2 separate regions of the Pan troglodytes genome follow, and region 1 is linked to region 2. The links are chromatin contacts, called in public HiChIP or PLAC-seq maps. All regions are on one chromosome and are shown on one strand. The core of a region is the stretch at or near the end of the contact, and the rest is flanking DNA. Distances in the headings are between cores, read along the strand shown. Region 1 holds the start of KIF5C (kinesin family member 5C). Region 2 holds the start of EPC2 (enhancer of polycomb homolog 2).

Evidence for each region. HiChIP or PLAC-seq counts read pairs in DNA pulled down with a chosen protein or histone mark.
Region 1: a contact with region 2 is called in an H3K4me3 HiChIP or PLAC-seq map of stem cell-derived excitatory neurons, with 7 times the contacts expected there. The contact joins the promoter of KIF5C here to the promoter of EPC2 in region 2. A contact is called at or near these places in 1 of 7 Hi-C or Micro-C datasets (stem cell-derived neural progenitor cells) and 1 of 1 datasets of contacts at active chromatin or transcription factors (stem cell-derived excitatory neurons).

Annotation. Positions count from the first base shown.
Region 1 is chr13:50,912,625-50,916,614 of NHGRI_mPanTro3-v2.0_pri, reverse strand. It overlaps KIF5C (kinesin family member 5C), which reads right to left and starts at 2,420. Exons shown (of 26, transcript XM_009443445.4): 1 at 1,904-2,420. The coding sequence starts at 2,029.
Region 2 is chr13:50,681,675-50,685,985 of NHGRI_mPanTro3-v2.0_pri, reverse strand. It overlaps EPC2 (enhancer of polycomb homolog 2), which reads right to left and starts at 2,385. Exons shown (of 14, transcript XM_016949790.3): 1 at 1,944-2,385. The coding sequence starts at 2,096.

The DNA of each region.
Region 1 (3,990 bases), core at 1,171-3,670, 230 kb before region 2:
ACAATTATTTGTTTAAAAATTGTTACAAGCCAAGGGGCAGGGACTAGATGTCCCCAGTAACTCCCACTCTATCTAAACCACAGCCTGGCTCAGAAAGTAGCAGATCAGGCTGTAGGCAGATACTGGCTGAGAGCTGTAAACCAAATAAGTCACTAACTGCCCCAGGTACTGCCTATGTATATGTCACTAACACTTATCTGCCATTAACTGCAGAATTTCCTTCCTCATCAATAATCGTAGCTTATATCTTCTCTGCAAGTTTAACACTAAACAGAGAGAAAACCCCGCTTTCCTGCCCTCATAGGTCAGCTCGCAGAATGATCGCCCATCCACACAGCGTTTGGAGGTCAGACGTTCCTGATGACTGTGAAAATGGGGAGGTGAGAAGAGGTCGTCAAAGGGAGCAGCCTTTTAAAGCCAGGTACAGGTTAAAGCCCTGAGGCCAGAGCCTTGCCCAGGCTCCTCCAGCGTGGAGAGCTCCCGCCTTACGGTACAGCTGGCACCTGCTGGTCCCCAGGGCCCTTCGCTGCGACTGCGGCAGACAACCTTGGCAAAGATGCTGGGGACCGCCCGGGCTGGAAAACGTCGGCCTCTGGCGCTTGAGAAAGGCCAGGCGGACTCCTGCAATACCCTCGGTAAACTGTCACCTGTCAATCACTTGACCTAAATACACCAGCCACTGGAGGAAGGGGAGGAGGGGGTTAGTCGGAGCATGCTCAGTGATCAGGATGACATCACTTAATCAATGCTGGGGACGGGAAGGCTGCATCAGCAGCCTGGAGCAGGCTGCCAGGAACGTGTCAGCGGGGACCGGGAGGCTCCCATTAACTCGGTCCCTCCCCACGCGGCTCGCATACAAAGGGGGCACCATCAGCCACACACGCTACGGACAGCGGGCGGGGAAGGGGCGGGGGACCGAGCTGGTTTGTTTCATCTGACAGATTCCTTTAAGAACTAAAATCCATTGGTGTTCCCTCCCCCTACCAGCAGCCCCAGCTGCAGAGAGGGAGCTAAGTAGGGGGAGGGGGTGGGGGAGAAAAGGTGGGGAAGGGAGATAGAGAGGGAGGGGGGTCCGAGCCGCACGAAGTAACTTCTGCTCTTGGCACAGGGGGCTACTGCGCTCTGAGCCCCCTCGCCCCACAGATGTGGACACAGCCTCCTCTCCACCCAGCGTGAGGCGCATCAGAGGGTCTGCAGACATGGGAGGGAGGTCATCCCAGAGGGGAGGGATCAAGCCGGGACTCCACATCCAGGGCAGCCAGGCGTGAGAGGAAGCGGGAGACACACCAGGCCTCCAGGGGACACCGAGGCCACCAGTACTCCCCCAACCCTCCGCCTTCCGCGCGCGGAGCCAGGTGTAACACCGCGGGGAGCCGCGTCTACACTGCCGCGGGAGCTCCGAGACGCGGCTAGAAATTTTCCTGTACCCCTTTTTCTTTCTTTTTTGCTAAGGTCGTGAGAAGAAGAGGCAAGGCGTTTGGTAAATCGAATTGATTGATGCCCAGAAGCATTTGCGGGTTGCAGAGCTCACACTTTAAAGGGGGCCTGGGCACCCGGCTTGAGGGTCACCCGAACACACTACCCACGCGGCGAGGCGAGCGTGGGGAACAATGGGCCCACCCGGGCCCCCACCCGGCTAACAATGGCGGCGCCGAGCCCGTCTTCGCCCCCCACCCCCACCCCCGCCACCCCCGCCCGGCCCGCCGCTCCCGGCCGCCTCTCCACCCGCCCGGGAGGGAACCATAGTGCGCGGGGCGAGGGGTCTCTGGTCAGGTCCACCCGAGAGGCCAGCCCCGCGGGAATGTCCGAGGGGGCGGCCTAAACACCTCCGCTGCGTCTGGGGCGTCGGGGCGCCGAGCTGCGGCGCGGAGCAGCAGGGAAGGCAGACGCCCCAGCCACTTACCCCGATCACCACGGTCTCATCGCCTTTAAATTTGGGGATGAATTTGTCCCCGCGGAGGATCTCCGCTTCGTTGAGGGGCCGGAACCGGCACATCACTTTGATGCTGCATTCGGCTGGATCCGCCATCTCGGCCGGCGGTAGGGAGGGGGCAAGGGGATGGGTGGGGGGCCGGGGCCGGGAACGACGAGGGAGGAGGCCGCGAGCTGCACCGCCCACAGCTAGGCCGCCTCCTGCAGCCTCCGACGACGCTTCTCAGCAGGTCATCGCGAGCCCGGCCGGCTGAGCAGCCCCGGCCGCTCCGAGCCCGGGAAGGTGGGCAGCTTCTCCGCTCCGGCCCCTCCGGCTGCAGACCGGCCTGCCCTGGCCCTGCCCCGCCCCTGCCCAGCGCCCCCCGGCCCACCTGCCCGCGACCACGCGGCGGGCGGAGGAGGCGATGCGCAGGGAGCGAGCCTCGCCCGGCTCAGACCTCCCGGGCTCCTGCGCGCTCAGCCATCCTGCATCAGCACCAGCGCGCTCTGCCGCCTTGCGACCCGCCCCTCCGCCCCTCCGCCCCGCCCTCCTCTGGCCCGCCCCGGGACGGTGACGTCACCGTCGAGGTCCGCCCGGCCCCCGCCCGACTCCGAGCGCTGCGCATCCCGGGACTTGTAGTCACTCTACCTGCCGGGGGAAGGACAGGATGCGACCTCCAAGAGCCTGCAAGTCCGGTCTGGCTGCCCAAGCCAGGAACCGGATGGAGGTCATATCCAATATTTCCGGTTAAAATCTCTAGATAACTAGGTCTGGATCATCCTGATCCCAAAAGAAAATCACTTGGGAAACAGCTCCCAATAGCCCCTGGGTTTCATCCTTCAACTTCTACCACTAGATAAGGATGGATGTCTGTTCAGAGTTTGGGTTTGATTGGCCTTGGTTTAGGTTGGCATCTAGTGCTAAACCAATCAACCAGAATCAGGGATTTTGTAAGATTATGGAGGAATCCCTTGGTGGGAAGGTTCCCAAAAGAAGAGGGATGGTATTCCCAGGCATGGTGCCGGGCTGGCAGAACAACTGAGTGTCCACTCTATTTTTCCAGAACTTCCTTTTCCTCTAAGACCTAGCTCAACCCTCCTTCCTCAGACTTTCCCAGCTCACTAAACACCTATAAAGAGTTGGTGGCCCTCCTTGATGTTCCCCTAATCTCCTGTGCCTGTCTCTAGCACTGCACTTGGGTGGTGATATCTGCTTGATATCTTTGTGTCTGTAGCATCTAGCACATAGTGGGCAGCATACTGAATAAGGATTCTACCCTAGGAAGAAGCAATGCATGAGTGTGAATCCCACCTCAGCCACTTACTAGATGTATGACCCACGGGCGGAGGAAATTAAGAAGTCTTAATTTCCTTAAGACTCAGTTTCCTCATCTCTGTCATTGGATTAATATCATCTTGTGATTTCTGGGGGAATTAAAAGAAAGATGCTTTTAAAGCACCTAGCACGGTGCCTGACATGTATATAGGATAAGCTCTTGAAAGTTAGATGTTATTGGGTGCTGAACAAATGATCATAAAACAAATAAGTTAGTTAATTTTAGGAACACATCTGTTGCTTAAATTCGGGTAATACCTGAAAATACAAGTGTTCTCTGCCTAGCTCAGAGGACAGACCTACTAAAATCAACTTTTATAAACCCTTGTAAGTAGTACCAGTTCTATTTCATCTCCTCATGTGCAGTGGAAGTAGATTAAAAAGACCCAGGTGCCACCTTCTCATCTGTTTTTAAATTAAGTAATTCTCAGGCTCTGGCTCAGAGACCCATCATCTTAAATGGTCAACTTCATAATATACTAGAGAGGACAATCCAATTCTCAGTTTCCCTGAGCCCACCAGAAGATGCCCAGAACCTTGCATACACTGGTTTATCTAAGGAGGTCAGGATTATCTCAAGTGGACAGAGACGTATCTGTGTGTCACTGTGTTCAGTCATCATTCATTCGTTCATCTGTTCATTCATCAGCTATTAACTGAGCAAATGGCATTTGCTGTCACTCTGTAAACTTAGATTTATTAAGTGAACCCTTTTCAAGGGAGATACCGTAGGACCTCTCATT
Region 2 (4,311 bases), core at 1,136-3,635:
GGGACGGAGTCTCGCTCTGTCCCCCAGGCTGGAGTGCAGTGGCACGATCTCTGCTCACTGCAACCTCTTTCTCCCGGGTTCAAGCAATTCTTCTGCCTCAGCCTCCCGAGTAGCCGGTATTACAGGCGCGCACCACCAGGCCCGGCTAATTTTTGTATTTTTAGTGGAGACGGAGTTTCACCATATTGGCCAGGCTGGTCTCGAACTCCTGACCTCGTGATCCGCCCACCTCGGCCTTCCAAAGTGCTGGGATTACAGGCGTGACCCACTGCGCCCAGCCTAGAACAGATTTGACTCAAGTTCTAAAATAATAGGATCAAAGTAATTACACACAATACTGGTACTTTTAAGGCCATCTTTCTTCTGGATCAAGACCCACAAAATAGCAAAAATATCCAAAGTTGTGCTTATTAGGGTTCAATGTAATTAACTATTGTATATAATATGATTTTATTTTAATTTTCCTTCCCATGGAAAGCTGAGTCGTTAGAAACAAATTAAAAAAAAAAGTTCTCACATACAAAAAAAAAAGTTCTCACAGCTCTGAACCTTAGGGATAAATGCTGGGTTTTGATTATAAACATATTTATATATATAGGCACACACAAATAGATATGTGTATGTGCGTGTATATACATCTATTACATTATTTGTGTCTGTACACACACAGTTAAGTTCATCCCGATGCTACGGCCATATGCATTTTCTACTGAAAATGTAAGACTTTCAAGTAACTATACATCAAAGAGAAATGTGATTAAATAAGAGCAAAGTAGTAATCACAGGGTAACATAATGAGGTCAGAACTCAACCAGCCAATCGAAGGCATAAAAGCATTTCCTGCAATATTAATAGTCAAAAGAGAAAACCAATCACTGAAACCTCGAGCTTCCTTTTGACAGTCACTGAAGCAAGAGAACCAATCCACACACACCCGAGGTTGACAATAAGGCGGGACTGTAGGTTCATTGAAGAAATTCTTGAGGGTGCAGTTACTATGAACTTCGCACGCAAGTAACACCACTCGAGTCATAAACACTCTCTGTCAAGCCAGATGAAATCCAACCGTCTGCAAAATTTAACCCATCGGAGGAAAAGCAGCAGTTTTCCCAAAAGGTGCTGTATTATCAAAATTACAACTGCCAATTTAGATGCACTAGGTCCTCAACTTCTAAGGACCACCTCGCAATGACAATTCTCGAGGACAACGCTACGCCGGCGGCTCGCTTCGGGGCATCCCCGGCTCCTCTCTAACGTTGCGCACGGAGCACGGCCGTCCCGGCGGAGCAGGCAGAGCCCGTCCGCCCCGCGCCCGGCTCGGGTCGGCTGAACTGGCCGGCGGGCGGCCCTCGGACGCTACGACCCGCTCGGTAGTCGTGGCCCCCGCCCTCCCCCGCCGCAGTGCTGCACCGCCTCATCCCGCTGCACCTTCGCGGGCGGGGGAGCCAGGATGATTACATTACTGGGAGGAAGATGTTTGTTTTGAAAGCACCCTTCCACAGTCATTTCAAAGAGAACTCAATACAAAGCCAAAGTTAAAAGTGGAAAAAATAATAATCTTGCCTAGCCAAATAATACCATGCCATTAATTAGCCCCGCGCCTGGGGGAGGGAGGTGGAAAGGTAAACAGAGACCGTACGCCAAGTGCGGCCAGCGCATCCCCTGCGCCATTCCCGGCCGCCGCTTACGGCAAGGCCCCCTTACGGCAGCGTAAGCAGCGCTGCGAGCTAATCACAACACTGGGACGCAACAACATGGCGGCCGCGGGCGGGCGCTACGCCGGCCGAGAGGGTTTACGCTACTCCGCCGGCGTAGAGTCCCGTGCGTTAGAGCGGCAGCGGCGCCCTCCAGCGAGCGTAAAGCGCTCTGTGAATGGCGAGGCCCGACTGACAAAGGGGAGGGGGGAGGAGGGAAGGGGGGGTAATAAACACTCGAGTCCCTACCGATTCCTCCTCCTTCTCCATCCCGGTGGGCATCTGGGGCACGGCCCGGTTGATGGAGACGCAGTCGTTGAGATCAGGCATGTCCTTGCCGCGGTAGATAGGCAGCGGCTTGGCGGCGTCCAGCGCCCGCGCTCGGAAGGAGAGTTTACTCATTGTCTCCCCGCCTTACAGGAACAGCCCGGGCGGCGGCGGCGGGGCGGGCGGGGAGGGGGGGAGGACTCCCGCCGCCTCCTCCACCTCCTTCCTCAGTGCAGCGCGGCCGGCCCGCTCCTCCTCCTCCTCACTGCCCCCGGCCACAGCATGGGCGCCCACCCCGCCCGAAAACAGCCCCCCGCCGCCCGCGGCCGCTTCCACACACTAGATCCGCCGCTCGCCCGCCCGATCCGCTCCCTGCGCCATGGCCAACATGGCGGACATTACCACAGCGGCGGCGAGCGATCCCGGCAGCCCGCGCGAGAGCGCGCCCCCGTCGCGGGAACGCGCCTCGCCCTCTCCCTCCCTCCCTCCTTCCTCTCCCTTCCCCTCCCTCGCCTGCCCACCCACTCTCTCCGCGGCGCTGCCGGCCCGCGGGAGCGTGCTCGGTCTCGGTCGGCTCCGGGGAGAGGGGGCGGGGGCGGCGCCCCTCCGCTCGCCGGCCGGTGCTTTCGCTGTGTGGCAGGTGCCAGGTGCGCAAGTTCGCCCGCGCCCGGGAGCGTGCGCCTCTCCCTCCGCCGCCCGGTCACCCCTCTCGCTGGGTGTCCCGGAGGAAGGCGCCGGGCAAAGACGGCTGCGCCGAGCAGCGCGTTTGTGCAGAAGTCCGGGAGCGGGAAGGGAAGATGTCGACCCGGACCCCACCAGCCATCACCCAAGCCTGTACTCGGACAGCGCTTATCCCCAAGGCGCCCTGTGCGCAGGCTAATTCGCATCCTCCGAGGCGCACATCCCCGAGAGGTGCAAGAGGTCTCTCCCATCAGTCCCATCAGTCCGTTCGGAGGACTGGACCGCGCTGCTGGTGCCAGCCCTCTTCTACGCCCTCCCCTCCGTACCTGTCCGAAAGAGCTCTCCAAGGTGCAGCAGCGCGTTCATCCTCGCTTTCGCGGGGAGGATGCTCAGGGCAGCAGTGAGGGTTCATGGTTTGAGGCTGCCAGATGCAACAAGTGAACTTAGGTTCCCTGTCACCCAAACTTCGGTACAGCTGTTTAGTGGATGGTAGGTATTTTTCTGAGTTCAAAAATAGTAGCTTTCCTAAAAGTTCAGCTTCTAAAAATTTAGCCAAGACAGCACACATTTGCGAAGTAGCAGTTGTGTGTCAAATGTGGGGTGCTGTGGAAGACTCGAAGAAATCTGAGAAGAGGTTCCTGCCTCAGAGAGCTTTCACCTTAATGGGATGCCAGGATGGCTGGAAAGATGAGTAACACAGACGTAAATAGTTGAAGAAAATGACAGCTGGAAAGATAAGTGACAACCGAAAAAAAAGTGTAAATATTTTAAGAAAACAATACAAGAGATGACACAGGCAGTAAGTAGCACCTGATTAATTACCAAACGAGATCTAGGCAATAATTGTGAGAGTTCAGAGAAAGGAAAAGAGGCATGACTGCAGCCTAAACTGGTTAGAGAAAGTTCTCAAGAGGAGGGAAAATCAAGGTGACTCAAATAAGTACTAGCTGTTGTTGACATCAACCTGGTTTAGCCAAGAGTCTCTTGGTTAGTCTTTAAGCATTACGCATTTCTCACAAAACCGTACAAAGAGAGTTTTTAACACATTTTACCATTTTCTAATAATCGATCATACTCTGTCTAACCCAGAGAAAGGCAGATGATTTCCTAAAGACCAACAGTGAAAAAATTGATTCCTACTGTCATTTCTATGTGACAATAAAACTATATCTCTTCCTCTATTACGTCCTTCTTCCCCTCCTCCACTTCCTCCCCTCCCCCCTTTTCCTCCTGTTCCTCTTCCCCTTTTCTCTCTACAGTCTCCTCCTTTGAAGGCAGAATGGTGGATATAGTCTTCATGGTAGTGTCCAAATAGTCTAACCAGTCTGTCGCAGCCAAACTCCGAGTATTGTTTAGTGGGGCTTGAGTGTTTTTCATCCACTTTGTTGTTGGAAGCAATGGAGTTGCTGTGACTCATTTCTTGTAAGCAGTACCTTCCTCAAGCTTATGGGCATGTCCTGCTCTCTAAGTGCTACCCCTGGAACAGTTCCAATCCTCTGGAAGCAAGAACAAGAAGTTCTTGGGAGGGGGTCAGCACAGGGTTCAAGCCTGAAAGGGAAGAAAAAAGCAATAGTTGAAGAAATGAGTCATCCAGAGCTTTCATCTGGATGCCCAGCCCTCCTCAGGTTCAGAAAGGATAGCTTTCTTCTAGTCCCTATGTTTAGTTTTA